Linked DNA regions of Zea mays: all the other regions are linked to region 1. Evidence: chromatin contacts called from public Hi-C data. All regions are on one chromosome and are shown on one strand. Each heading gives the region's core, a stretch centred on a gene start, on an enhancer-like site or on the middle of the called end of the contact. The rest is flanking DNA. Distances are from core to core; before and after follow the strand shown.

What was found. Hi-C and Micro-C count contacts between places; a contact is called where the count stands out from the background.
Region 2: a contact with region 1 is called in a Hi-C map of ear, with 1.9 times the contacts expected there. The contact joins the promoter of LOC100282635 here to the promoter of LOC100193539 in region 1. A contact is called at or near these places in 3 of 25 Hi-C or Micro-C datasets (bundle sheath, ear and tassel).
Region 3: a contact with region 1 is called in a Hi-C map of leaf, with 6 times the contacts expected there. The contact joins the promoter of LOC100193320 here to the promoter of LOC100193539 in region 1. A contact is called at or near these places in 3 of 25 Hi-C or Micro-C datasets (bundle sheath and leaf).
Region 4: a contact with region 1 is called in a Hi-C map of leaf mesophyll, with 5 times the contacts expected there. The contact joins the promoter of LOC100273196 here to the promoter of LOC100193539 in region 1. A contact is called at or near these places in 5 of 25 Hi-C or Micro-C datasets (bundle sheath, ear, endosperm and 2 more).
Region 5: a Hi-C map of tassel shows a contact between it and region 1, with 3 times the contacts expected there. The contact joins the promoter of LOC100501115 here to the promoter of LOC100193539 in region 1. A contact is called at or near these places in 5 of 25 Hi-C or Micro-C datasets (bundle sheath, ear, endosperm and 2 more).

What each region holds. Positions count from the first base shown.
Region 1 is chr10:10,248,010-10,250,818 of Zm-B73-REFERENCE-NAM-5.0, forward strand. It overlaps LOC100193539 (O-fucosyltransferase family protein), which reads left to right and starts at 1,418. Exons shown (of 10, transcript NM_001358825.1): 1 at 1,418-1,917; 2 at 2,575-2,647; 3 at 2,765-2,809. The coding sequence starts at 1,522.
Region 2 is chr10:9,996,952-9,999,760 of Zm-B73-REFERENCE-NAM-5.0, forward strand. LOC100282635 reads right to left here and starts at 1,460. Exons shown (of 2, transcript NM_001155543.1): 1 at 1,316-1,460; 2 at 1-847. The coding sequence starts at 799.
Region 3 is chr10:10,479,161-10,481,969 of Zm-B73-REFERENCE-NAM-5.0, forward strand. LOC100193320 reads left to right here and starts at 1,445. Exons shown (of 8, transcript NM_001158644.2): 1 at 1,445-1,759; 2 at 2,118-2,235; 3 at 2,330-2,565; 4 at 2,683-2,809. The coding sequence starts at 1,569.
Region 4 is chr10:10,047,418-10,050,226 of Zm-B73-REFERENCE-NAM-5.0, forward strand. LOC100273196 reads right to left here and starts at 1,376. Exons shown (of 3, transcript NM_001147640.1): 1 at 1,068-1,376; 2 at 471-941; 3 at 1-392. The coding sequence starts at 1,214. LOC103640839 (calcium-dependent protein kinase 28) reads right to left here. Exons shown (of 7, transcript XM_008664303.4): 7 at 2,426-2,809.
Region 5 is chr10:10,453,691-10,456,499 of Zm-B73-REFERENCE-NAM-5.0, forward strand. LOC100501115 reads right to left here and starts at 1,432. Exons shown (of 12, transcript NM_001362174.1): 1 at 1,221-1,432; 2 at 336-528; 3 at 96-200. The coding sequence starts at 1,340.

The DNA of each region.
Region 1 (2,809 bases), core at 168-2,667:
GTGGGAGGAAAACTCCCCTCTGGCTCCCAAACATGACCTTGAACAAATTCCACTTACTACTGATTATATGTCCAAGAGAGACAAATACGATGACAAATATGATCCATGAGAACGACTGAACTTTTAGATTGAAAGTCCATTAGCAGAGACCTATATATATGAAGGGATTAGGCTAGTTTGTTAACGCTCGACATCAAAGTATTTCATTCATGTGCGTGTGGATACCATGGGGACGTTGTTGTTGCTGGTGCTACGGCGTTGATCAATAACAAACGTAAGGAGCATAAATGAACATATTGTTGCTGACTGCTTCCACTAAAATCGCGCCATAGACTTTTATGCAGCTGTGTGGTATATTAATTGCCGCAATTACAATGTACACCATACCTTTTAGCACTTTGTTGCATGTATCATAGACTTGTATTGTTACCAAAGTTTGCTATAAAAGCACGTCTTTAATTTTGCTCGTAAGAGCATCTCCAACAATGCCTCAAACTAGTGTCTTAAATTGAAATATATGGCTCTACACAGGAAAAACTACTCCAACAGTGTCCCATTTCATAAAATTTTGTCAAAAAACTATAGGGCACCCTCTCAAGTGACTCAAATATACTATACCGTAGTGGGCTGCCCTATAATCTAGATTTGGGGCTTTACTGTTGAAGCGAGATGTTTTGTTGGTGCCCTAAATTCTATAAAATATACTCATTTTTAAATTATAGGGCATTTTTATAGGTCACGTTGTTGGAGAAGCTCTAACATTTTGTATGACGACCATAGTTCACCTAAGGTTAGATATGGCAATGTTTGCTGGCGAACTATTAGGGCTTGTTTAGATCTATCAGTTGCTAATAGCTATTATCGCTAGCTTATAGATCATATCTAATATTAAACTACTATTAGCTAGTTTAGTGTGATATACATCTCGAGAGACTCTTCATTTTTTCTATCTATTTAACTATCTATTTGTCTTTTCATAAAGATTACACTTTATAGGTAGCATCCCACTTATCTAATTTGGTTAGTCATGTGGCTAGCTAAATTTGGCTAGTGAGAAAACTAATTTAGAGAGTTGAATAGATTGACGAGCCAGATAGCTAGTCCGTTGAAGCGTAAGATCGTAATATATCATACCAGACATACTTGCTCGTGTATGATCCACATCTTTTTTAGGATCCACATTGACCTTATGGCTCCTGGTGCGTGTCCCAAGCTAGCGGGATTCTAGCTACACGCACCAAGAGCACAAACAATCAAAGCTAGCGGAAGGCAAATCCTAGGTGATCGTAATAGCACGTCATTTGGCCACACAGATTCCGACGGTTATACGTACGCACAAAACCAAACCCACCTCGTGCCGCGCTTCCCAATCCTCTCCTCGGGCCGCTTCCCCATCTGCTGGGCTCCGCCCGCCATTAATTCCTGCCGTTCCCATCCATATCAAGCTTCCCCTTCAACCCCAAGCTCGCTCACAGGCCATATCACATGGTCCCGCTCGAGCCCCGCCGCTGACGCTGACGGATGTCCCTCGCGGGTGCGGGTGCGGCCGCGTTGCGGAAGCCCGCCACGTGGCGGCGCCCGGGCGGCCGCGGGGTGGCGCGGAGGCGCGTCGCGGTCGCCGCCCTGCTCCTCGCGCTCGCCTACGCCGGGGGGCTGCTCATGTTCCTGCTCGACGAGAGGCTATCCGGCGGCTCCGTGGGCGGGGCTGCGGCGGGAGGCCTGGGTCCGATGGTGACGGTGGCTTCCTCCGTCCGCCGCCGCCGCCCCCTCCCTAGCCCCGCGGACGCGCCCCCTCATGCTCAGCCCGGGTCGGTGTACCGCAGCCACCTCGTGTTCGAGCGTCTCTTGCCGGCCATGCGCGACGACGCCACGCTCGCCTCCTCCCTCTCCGCCTCGGCCTCGTGGCGCCGCACCATGGTGAGCGTTGCCTGCCGCTCCCGGTTCTTTGCTTGCTGCGGGCAAAGATTTCGGGTTCTCACGTGCCTTTTGTCTGCTTCTTCGCCCAAAAAAAACTCCCGGTCTCTTCACGGGGCGAATTTCAGCACGCTTTTCCTGCTTCCGCTCTGCAAATTCATAGGATGCGTCGGCAATGTGTTCTTGTTTCGTCGGGTCGTGTTCTTGTCGTGAGTTTTAGCTCAACATAAAACAAATGCTTCTTGTTTCTCGGGCCGCCCTGTGTTTCTTTTCTCGCCAGTTGGATTCTGGTGCGCATTTGTTCAGTATCTTATTATCTTATTTAACAATTAGTATTTCTTCGATGCTCAATAGATCAATTTACTCGCAAGTAGCAAACTGTCTCATAGCTGTATACTTTGTTAAACAAGGAACCTAATGCTTGCAGTTTAAGCCTCTTTGTTCCAAACAAGACAGGCTTCGAAATCGGATACCATCACCTGGAAGTCAATCAGTAAACTTCTGTTATTCAGTTTTTTTAATAACAAAATAGGCCTTACGTTCACATGTAGGTTACCTTATTGCATTGCCTCGTTTTGTCCGTTGTGGGAATTAATCTTTGATCATTTATCAGATGATTTTGCTCTTAAAATTAACAAATTATCGTTTTGTCATATGCAGCTAATGACATCACATTACCAAAATTCTGGGGACCCATGGATGCCTTGTGTCAACGGTAGGCTGACTCGATCAGGTACCATTTTGAAACCAGTGTACGGTTTCATTTCTCAATAACTGGGCGACCATAGATAGCCAAGGCATGGGTTTATGCCAATACTCATAGGTTAAATGGCGCTTTGGTCATCTGCAGAGTTGCCACCCTCAAATGGCTATCTCATGATAGAAGCAAATGGCG
Region 2 (2,809 bases), core at 210-2,709, 250 kb before region 1:
TCCGCTTGCACCCCGCGAACGGGCACGAGTACCGCCGCTTCGCCGGCTCCTGCTCCGCGCCCGGGTCCCTCGGCGGCTTGGCCAGCGCCGCCGGGCTCTTGTACTCGTCGCCGTGCCCTCGCATGTGCATCCGCAGGTTCGCGTCCCGCTTGAACCCTTTCCCGCAGATGGTGCAAAAGTGCGTGTGCGGCGCCAGTATCTCGTCCTCCTCCAGCTGCAGCAGCTCGTACGAGAGGCTGTCTCCGTCCTTGGTAATTTCCTGCTCCTCGACAAGAACGCCGTCGTCGTCGACCTCAATGCCGCCATCGGTCCATCCCTTGAACAGCTCCTCATAGTCTTCAGAAACGGTCATCGCATTAGGCACTAGGCTCGAGCTTGGGCCAACATGGTTAGCCATGTCCACGTGGCCAGCAGGGTGGGGGTGGCTGAGGAACGACGAGTTCTTCAGTGACGGGAGCAGGCTGCCGGCGGTGGAGATGAGCTGAACTATAAGGCATGTCAGGTCCGCGTTGACCACCTGCTGCTTCTGCTTCTGAGCCAGCAGCTCGCCTGCTTGGTGGTGGCACTGGACCTGCACCTGCCCGGCGTTGTCCACCATTGTGCGGATGACGTCCTTCACTTGCTGTATCTTCTCCTCGATGAAGGTGAGGTTGTCTAGCATCGTGGCCGGGTTCCAGTCCATGTGCGGGATGTTGGTGGATGGTGGTGAGGCGAACGGTGGTGGGTATTGCTGCTCAGTCCCCATGCCGAACTGGTAGTAGAGGTTAGCAGCTGGCTGACTATGGATGTGGTTATCCATTGCCGATTAGCTTTCAGAGTTCTCTGTGTTTTGAGTTGGGATCGGAGTCTGCAAAAGAAGATTTGAAACCCCAACGGTTCGGTTCGTCAGAACCTGCAGATCTGAACATCCATCGTTTACAGATAGTTAGGTGCATGTAAAAGGCACGAGTCATTAGTTGATTGATAATGGGTAGGAAATAGCACGGCATAGGAAATTTCAACATGTTAAATGGTTCGTACTTGTCAAGCCATGGCAACTAGTATTTGGACACAAAGGACAGAAGCAGGCACAAATTTGACAGGATTTGAGGGAAATACAGGTAATCAATTGCTCTCGTCTGGACGAGTCCCTCACGTCTGTTTGACCCAAGAAAGCCGTCCGCCCGTCCTTCTCTCTCTCTCTCTCTCTCGAGAGAGAGAGAGTCGAGAGATCTCCGCCCCTCGACCTCCGTCAACAGTACGATGACGCGATATCCAGACAGAAATTAAACCCTTAACGACTTGTTTCCAAGAAAATATAGCAAGAGGCGCATACCAGAGAGGATGAGGAGGAACCGGCCGCGGCGGAGGAGGGCGGCGGAGGAAGCAGGCGGGAGGCAAGAAGCATACTAGACGACGGAGGGAGGTGGGTGAGGGTTGGTCAAACTTGAGGAGAGGGAGGCGGAGCTCCCCAATCCAAGAACCAATCAGTCACACGGGTGTCCTACTATTGTTTACTCGGTGGCCTGTGAATAATTGCGTAGATTATTGGCTCGCTCCTGATCCATCCTCGGAGGCTGCTGCCCTGCTGATGCTCGTCGCCCGCTTACCATGGACATGGTCGTCACATGGCCATGTCAGAGACTAGACGATGCCTATGACCGTGTGATGCTACCATTGGCACGGTAATAGGCATCACGTGGAGATGGCAACGGTTATGTGTGACCTGATAACATATGTGTATTTAGGTATATATATGAGTTAATGTTGTATCCATGGGTCTATTATTAGATAAAATCTTCACTGAACCGATAAATGGGTATTAGAATATTCCGTCCTCACTCATACCAGTTAACTCATGGGTATAAAATACCTAGTGTAAACTTAGCTCAAAAGCATGAACTTGAGTTTTAGTCATCTATCTTTTTTACTATTTTCTTTTTTACTATTTAACAACATGTCATAGAAGTTTTAACGACTATTTAATGACCATGTAATGGAACATTTAATGTGCTATATGGTACTATCATAATATTGCTTCTTTATCCAACTATCTTTGGTATTGTTGAATGGATGATTAAATGATGCTAGTAATGGTATTTATTTAGATATACTTGACATTTATATAATGTATCATTTTAAAAGTGTTTAATCTTTGCGGGTATGAGTGACCCATAACCACATGTGTATAGGGGGTAAATTTATACCCACCTGTAGATATGGGTGATTCAATATAATTATTTTTTTATCGTGGATATGAGTGTAGGATAGTAATAGCCGCATTGACATAGATTGATTACACTCTCTTTATCATACATGATCGACCGATATACTGGTGCTAATCCAGCAGTATAGTTACTAGTGATACGACGGTTTATCAATCCCCATTCTGCTCTGTATATTAAAAAAAGTATCGTTGCGTATGGAACTTCTCGTAAGAAATTTTAACATCTGAACGGATGGTGAAGGTAGTGTTGAGCACCATTTTGAGCCGTCAGACGGTCCGTCTCTGGGGTCGGACCGTTCGCGCCTGTGGTTCAGATGATCCGCGCGCGCGCCAAACCAGTTAGAGTTCCGAGTTTCTTGCTACAGTTGTTGGCTAGATTCACGGAATTAGCTCGGGAAATCTGTTTGTAACGGGTCCAGTCCCCCTCCTCTATAAATATAGAGGATTACAGCCGATTAAGCATCAACAATCGAATCAATAATAAATTTATCTCGCATTTATTTCTTGTACATTTAGGAGTAGTTCTAGTTTAGTCTTCTAATCCTTAAATTCTCTGCTTCTCTTCAACTCTACGTCGATTAGAGGAGTCTAGGTCGACCTGCC
Region 3 (2,809 bases), core at 195-2,694, 230 kb after region 1:
GTATGCCAAAGTGGTTTACGTTGGATGCTAATGAGTTTTAAATTTAGATTTTGTGCTGTCACAGGGGTGTGGGCAAAATCACCGAAACAGGTACCGAACTAAACCGATTTAGCCAAAAAAATTTGGTTAACTGATTTTTTTTTGTGAGCTATTTGATGAAGGATGACAGTTATGTTAAATAAAATTTATTCTGAACATGTTTGGATCCCACGAGCTAAGTCAAATTGACTAAAAAAATGACTAAATTTTACTCACCTCAAAAAAAACTTTTTTACAGCCCATTACTTGATGGTTTATATAAAAAAACAAATTACTAAAAAGTAAAGTTATAAATTTCGATATGTTTTTGTGAGCCTGCAAGTGGTGGATGTGAGGAACTGCAGAAGAAGACGTTTGCATTCGAGATGTACACATTTTTTTTCCGAGCGCGGGGCGAGACGAGGAAAAGGACAGGGGTGGGATGGAAAGTGTGCTTTACGTATGATCCATTCGTATGACTGGAGTATAACCAACATTAACCTACGGTTGTGGTCTCTTGTTCTGAACTAATAAATTACGAGTTATCAGATGACTATAATCGTACCTGAGTCTGTTATTGGAGTGATACGTGTAGTAGTGCTCAGGATGGGATATGAGTGCGAGCGGGGAGGGACTAGGGGTATAAACAGGAAAGGATAGGTTTTAGTCAGTTTTAACTTCTCCTTGGGGTAGGAGATAATATGTGATTTATCATCTAGATGGACGGTTCACAGTCATTTAAAAAAATACCACATCAAATCTCTCTCGGGGCTTGTTCGGTTATTTTCAATCCATATGTATTGAAGGAAATTGATATGAATTAGGAGAAATTTTAACTTACTAGGAATTGAAACTCACTTAATTCATATGAATTGAGATAGAAACGAACATGCCCTCATCGGTCCTACAGTTGGGAGTATAGGCCAAGCATAAAGCCATTCACTGCATTATCTATTTATCGTCGTTATAATCCGCTACACTGCACGACCACACGAGATATAGGAAGAATATTTATATAAAGGTCAAGCGATGGTTTGCTCAGTAAAGTTAAAAAATAAAAACTCATGTGCACCACGGACACACTCAAACAATGATGCCAGAGCACTGGAGCAGAGCAGAGCCGCTAGGCAATACCTTCCTTTCTTTCTTTCCATGCAGAGGTAGCCCTTCGCCTAGGAGATTGAACGAAGATGCAAAAGACCGCATCGCATCAGAAAGGTCTCTGAAAAGGGGATAGCATTTCCTTGCACTTGCATTGCATCTTTTTGTTCCTTGCTGCCGCGACACCACCAAGAAACAGAGAGCCTTTTTTTTTGGTTTTCCCTTCCAGGAGGACGAACAACACGTCAGCACTACTCGCAGTCCCATCTTCGCCCCCCGCGACCCGCCCACTATATAAAACCCGCCTCCCCACCCATAGGCCCACACCACCAAGAAAAATAAATTCAGAGAAAGGAGGAAGGGAGACTGGGAGAAACAGACAGGAAGGAGCCCATCCGCGTCTGCCTCCACCCCTCGGCTCCCAGAGTCCCCGCTAGCCAAGCCCCCACATGGCACCACCGCCCGCGGGCCTCGTGCTCGTGGCTCTGCTCGCGCTGGTCCTGGCGCTGGCGCTGGCGCCGGCGCCGGCGCGCGGGGACAAGCCGGCGAGGGGCGGGGCGTCCAGCTCCATCGCCGCCGGGGCGGAGACGGAGCCGTCCTCCGCCGTCTTCCCGCTCTACGGCGACGTCTACCCGCACGGGTGCGTCCCCTCCTCCGCTCTCCGTGCCCGCCCAATCTGTTATCTGTTTGCGCCCCATCCCATTCCCCCCTTCGCTGACTCCAACAGCCTCCGCGAACCAATCAACTGATTGCCACTCTTGGTTCCACTCGGGGGGCTCCCGTGGGTTTCCGCGCGCACTGCCGTTTTTATTCATCAGAAGAATTGTTTACTACTAGCAGTGATGTGATGATGGGGTCATCTCACCTTCTTTTGGAGAGTGAGATGAGATAGAGGATGGTTTTTTTATCAACTTGTTGAGAGAGACAGAGAGAGAGAGAGAGAGAGAGAGAGAGAGAGAGAGGGTGACCCAAAAAAAAAATCACGGTTTCTTTTACAGGTTGTACTACGTGGCTATGAACATCGGCAACCCACCCAAGCCATACTTCCTGGACGTGGACTCCGGCAGCGACCTCACCTGGCTGCAGTGCGACGCGCCCTGCAGGAGCTGCAACGAGGTACCCCCGCCCCGCCTTCTTTCGCCATGCCGGCCCATGCGTTCCATTGCTTCTAGCTGTCCTCCCATCGCTTCTTCTTGTTGTCGGTGCGCAGGTGCCGCACCCGCTGTACCGGCCAACAAAGAGCAAGCTGGTGCCATGCGTGCACCGGCTGTGCGCTTCCCTGCACAACGGGCTGACCGGGAAGCACAGATGCGACTCGCCGCACGAGCAATGCGACTACGTGATCAAGTACGCAGACCAGGGGTCGTCCACCGGCGTGCTCATCAACGACAGCTTCGCGCTCCGCCTCACCAACGGCTCTGTCGCTCGCCCCAGCGTCGCCTTCGGGTCGGTACACTACTACTTACCCTGTGCTGTGCGGTTAATAAGCTCTCTACAGCATTTGCAAAGCTAGCTATTAGATTCTTCAACTGTTTTTGTTTTTGTTTTTTTGTTTTTGTGCAGGTGTGGTTACGACCAGCAGGTCCGCAGCGGCGACCTGAGTTCGCCTACCGACGGCGTGCTGGGGCTCGGGACCGGCTCAGTCAGCTTGCTCTCGCAGCTCAAACAGCGTGGCGTCACCAAGAACGTG
Region 4 (2,809 bases), core at 126-2,625, 200 kb before region 1:
TTGAGGCAGGTGTTCTGCAGCGCCCGCGCGTAGGAGAAGGACACGTGCCACGGGTTGGGCCCCTGGTTCATGGCGTTGAGGTTCTGCGTCGCCTCCACCTCCGACTGCCCGCCGGAGAGGAACATGATCCCGGGCACGGAGGGGGGGATCCGGCGGTGGAGGAGCTTGAGGGTGTACGCGGCCACCTGCTCCGGGGTGGCCCTGTCCTTGGCCTCCGCGCCGGGCGTCACCATGGACGGCTTCAGCAGGATGCCCTCGAACATGACGTTGTTCTCCGCCATGGCGTAGAAGGTTTCGGCCCACACCTTCTGCGCCACCTCGAACGTGCGCTCGATGCCGTGCTCGCCGTCCAGCAGGATCTCCGGCTCCACGATCGGCACAAGCCCGTTGTCCTGCATGCATGAAGGTCATGGCATGCAGGTTGCAGCCAATAATAATGGCAGGAGTAGAAACCAAATAAACCAACCAACCTGTGAGATGGCGGCGTAGCGTGCGAGCCCCCACGCGGCCTCCTTGACGGCGAGCTCGGAGGGGCCGTTAGGGATGCTGACGACGGTGCGCCACTTGGCGAACCGCGCGCCCTGCTGGTAGTAGGCGGCCTCGCGGGACGCCAGGCCGTCCAGGCCCTGGCACCACGACTCGTTGTTGGAGCCGGCGAGCGGGACAAGGCCCTTGTCCACCTTGATCCCCGGCACGATGCCCTGCTCCGCCAGGATGTCCACGATCTTGCGGCCGTCGACGGCGGACTGGTACAGCGTCTCCTCGAAGAGGATGGCGCCGGAGATGTACTGGCCCAGGCCCGGCGCCGTGACCAGCAGCGTGCGGTACGCCTGCCGGTTGGCCTCCGTGTTCTCCAGCCCGATGGACGCCAGCCGCTTCCCGCACGTCGCGTTCGACTCGTCCATCGCCAGGATGCCCCGCCCCGGCGACGCGATCGTTTTCTGTCCACACATACGTACGTACGTACGTATACACAGCATGCACACACGCACACTTGAGTTCGACAGCCGGAGGAGGAAGATGAAGAGATTAACCTAAGTACGATCGATGGAGCGTATAGTACGTACCGCGGTCTTCACGAGCTCATCGGCGTAGGCGGAGGCGCGGACGACCATGGAGACGGTGGGCGGCCTGGGCGCGGCGGCCTGCCTGGTGGCGCCCCATTCGGACTTCTTGGGAAGGAAGGAGGACTTGAGCACGGTGGCAGAGGCCATCGATCTCTTGTTGCTGTCACTCCTAAACTTGTGAAGAAGACTTGTGGTATGGCGGTATCCTAGCTAGCGAGGATCGGAGCTCAGCTAGCTCGATCACTCACTCACACTCAGGCTACCAGCCAGTGACACCGCAAGTTTCAGGTTCACTTGACACTCGTCTTCTTCTCCTTCCTTACCTTAGAGGGTGAGAGCATCTCCCATATATAAACAAGGAGGAGGCCTGCAGCACACCTGGCTAACCACGGCGCGCAACAGCACAAGGGGATATGAGTTGTGAGGCCGAGGTTGCCCTCTGGATTTCAGTGGCTGACGCGTCTTGCTGCCTGCCTCTCACTGCCTAGCTTGGCTCCAATCCAATCCTGTTGCTGTCACCAATCACAAGCTTTTCTTTTGTCCTGATCTTCTTCATGCTGGGGCTGCTGGCACACCACCATCTTTTCTGTAATTTCCGTCCTGTTTCACCTCTGCGACTCTGCATTGTATGGTTAAAACAAAAAGGGTTAAAGCTGCAACCAACGACGGGCCCTGCTGCGTGCAGCTCTGCCATGGGGAGTTGCTCGCCTAGAAAAGGGGTCGCCGGGACGGACAGGGACCTGCAGCAGGTTCTGTGGACGCACCTCGCCAGCCACTGCCGCCCGCCTGCGGTGGGTGATCTCTGATCTCCCATCCGTGGATCGGTTCGCACGCTCGGCTTGGCAACGGCGGCCGTAGTTTTTTTTTCTTTTCCTCGGCGGGTCTCTTGGGGGCTTGTGGCGATGGCAACGCCCCTGCTAGCTGCTGCGACTTGTTTGTTTGCCGTGTGCTTCGTCAGGTCTCAGGCACCGACACCAGGCTGCTGCTCTGGCTCAACTAAAGAACAAGAACGGGCATTCAGGACAGTCCAAGAAACCATGTTGCAGTCCTGCCTGCAGATCATCTTGTGCCACGACAAATGATACAGTGACCTTCGTATACGGAAGAGGACGAACTGTTCCTATCTTTCATTTGGTTTACATTACATCCAAGAAATCACATACAACTGTGCTGTCAACAAGACTACAAGAGTAAATATCTCTGCAGACTGCAGGAACACCTGGAGCACATCACTGGTTTAAGCACGCCATCAATGCATCTTCTGATGTTCTTTCACCACATCTAAGCAATGCGAAACATACACAGCAAAGGCCGAAGACATACACGTACTTTGTCACGTGAACGCAAGCAGGCAAGGATGAAGACAAATGATGAGTTTTGACAAATTATCAATCAGAAATAGGTTCATAGGAACATGTTTACAAATCTGTCGATGCTTCAAACACAGACCTAGGTGCCTACCTTATGGGGCACCAGCACATTTTTACACTGACAACAAAAATCAGTAATGGTACAAACCTGAAATCATCAACAACAATCGTGACAAGACAACGGGACTCCGTAGTAGCATAACATGTCAGCTTCAGCACCTAGGATTTGTCACTGGGTGCCACAGAATGCTCTTTCCACTAAATACTAGTACCACTGAAAAAAAAATAACCGCTTTTTTCGTGGCACTGGTACTGGGATCAAGTCTAATCAATCCGTGAAAGCTGACGATGCACGCTAAACTTCAGATGGGA
Region 5 (2,809 bases), core at 182-2,681, 210 kb after region 1:
ACCCACAAAGATGAAAGACAGCGTTAGAAATAAGAAATACACCCAAATTATCATAATGCTTTAGAGCATGATGAATCAATGGTGGATCCACATACCTATAAAAAATTCGAACCAATATGAGCTTTCAATGGCATCAGCAAACTGCTGGACCTTTTTAGCATCAAGCTCAAGTGTACAAATGAAGCCCTTCTCCACGTTTTCTAGACCAAAGTAACATTTATACAGTCAGTGAGACAAAAAAAAAGTTATACTTGCAGGAAAAGCACATACTAGATCAGCTTTCCAATAAACAGTAAATAAAGAAAAAGGATGAAATGGGAACAGTATGGGCATACTTAAGAACTTTATTTCAAGCTGACTATCAATCAGCTCATTTCCACCAAGGACCTCTCCAAGACCACCCCATTTATGTGTGGGGTTCTCAGACGGTTGACAAAATGGAAGGCTGTAATAGTTGTAGGTTTCTTGAGGATTATTGTAAGGGCCAACTTTATTCACCCAAAGCTTAACTGGCTCTTCAGTTTTGTACTGCATGTAAGAAGGATTAAAAGGAATGAGAACTTTTTGAGTTCAGAAAATATTTGCACGGCATGTAGGAAGCATAAAGAAAACAGCACTCAATCAGCAACAAAGATAAGCATCTAACAAAGGCGAGTGCACATAGTATATGTGGCATTCTTGATGAACAAAGATAAAAGCTAAGTGAGCATCGAAGCAAGAAAGGAGGGCAGTGCGTGGGCGCGCGCACACCAATACAAATGTCCTTAACCCCCAATGTACAAGACTTTTTCCCTTTAGCAACACTAAGCTCTATATTCCTATCATCCTATGCATCACAACCCAGAGCATGAGGAAACACCGCGGCCATCTGTACTCAAATTTCATAACGCATGAGCTATTGAGCTTTCCTCCAAAAGTGCCAGCATACCTATTTACCAGCACTCACACATCGAGCCATACTGCTCTAAGCCGTACCCCTGCTCTGAACGCGTCCTCGACTGCCGAACACTGGGAAGTCTCTCATCGCATCAGTCCCAATTGAACATCACATTAGAACAACCACGAGCGAGGAGCAGGCGCCACCAACCCAGCGTCGTGAGATCCGACGGATGGAGCGGTCCAGATCCAGAGCGACTCGAGCGATCTAACTGGGATGGATGCGAGCACAGACTTGGATCCGCGGCACGGAGAGGCCGCGGGGAAGGGTCGTGGGCACGCACCTTGTGGTCGGACTCGGAGGCGGAGGCGAGCGCGAGCAGTGCAGCGAGAGCTAGGGCCCTGCTGAGCAATAGGTGGCGGCCGCGGCCGCGGCCCCAGCCGCTGCCGGACGAGGGGAGCATGCCGCCGCCGGCGAGATCTGAGGAGAAGGACACACGAGTGTCGCGGTCCCGAGCCTTGGTTCAGCGTTCGGGTTGTGGCCCGACACGCCGACACTCACGAGCCAGCAGCTGGCTCCTCCGGGTCCGGAGCAGGGCGTTTTCTTCGCCGGGTGCGCGCTGGATTTGTCGAGAGATCGTGTGGCCTGTGACGTTCTGCCTCCGCGGCTTGAACGGTCTCTGATGTTGCTCAAGGATGCAGTCAGTGGACCGTTGACTTTGAGCCTAGACTAAGGGTATGTTTGAAAACACCAAATTTCTAAAAAAAAAACTGTTTATAGAAATTGAACGGTTCCAAATATAACAATTTATACCTTAGTTTATAAAAAATAGATGCACATTTCTTTAAAACGAATAAGTTGTTCTCTCATATCTAAAAGATAAAAACCAATTTCTTGCTTCCATAAGGGTCTCGTTTGGCAGAGCTTCGCTCCATGGTTCTCTAGCTCCGAGGGCTAATTCTCCAATAGAGTGATTCCAAATGATTCTCAAGTAGAAGCGAATCTATTTGACGAAAATCATTTGACAAATTGTGTGTGAAGTGATTCCTGAGGGGTTGGCCTGTGGGGAGCAGGTTGGGAGCAGCGGGAAACAAGTTTTTTTGGCTCCCACTTTCTAGTACAAAATGGATAGTAGATTCACTTCACTTCCACCATGAAGCAACTCAGTTTCTAGCCGTTTGGCTTTCTAGAAGTGATTCTCGCTAGGAGCAAAGCTGTGGGAGCTCTCCAAACACCCCCAAGATCTAAGAGCATGTCCAACAGTTTATCTATATAGTCACCCAAAACATCGTCTTGCACTTTTTTTATTATAAATGTTTGTAGAGTGGAGCTTGAATATGGGGATAGAGATGGATAAACTGTTGATGATAGTCTAAGACTGTCTGCCAAGTCACTACGTCAGCGCCTTCCCTCCACCTCTCCTCATTCGAAGGCTACAACTCCCTCTATCTAGAGAGATTCGAATTATATGACAAATCTAATATTTCAACATAGATATGTATATAATTTGGTGTTAATTTTTAGTCATGTTATTAAGAATAACATGAAGTATAGGAGTAAAATCTTGTACATTTTTTGCTCATTATTTTCTCCCTACAACAAAAAATGAAAACATCATATTTGTATCTGTATTCGAATTTTACATCAATTATTTAAAAATATATATGACAAATTTGAGGATTACTTTTTTATGAATATTAATAGACTCAATATTATAAATAAAAATCTAAATTTACATAGCAAATTATATGTGTTATTTATCCACAATGAAAAAATAAGACAAAAAAAATTAACATCCGAATAAGTATCCAGATTCATTCCTACTTCTATCACGTGCAACGACTTCCCCTAAGATGGCCCCTGTTCAAGGGGACCCTTCTTTCACCCTTTTTTATTGTCTCACCCTCCAAATACGAGTTGTATTTGAACTCA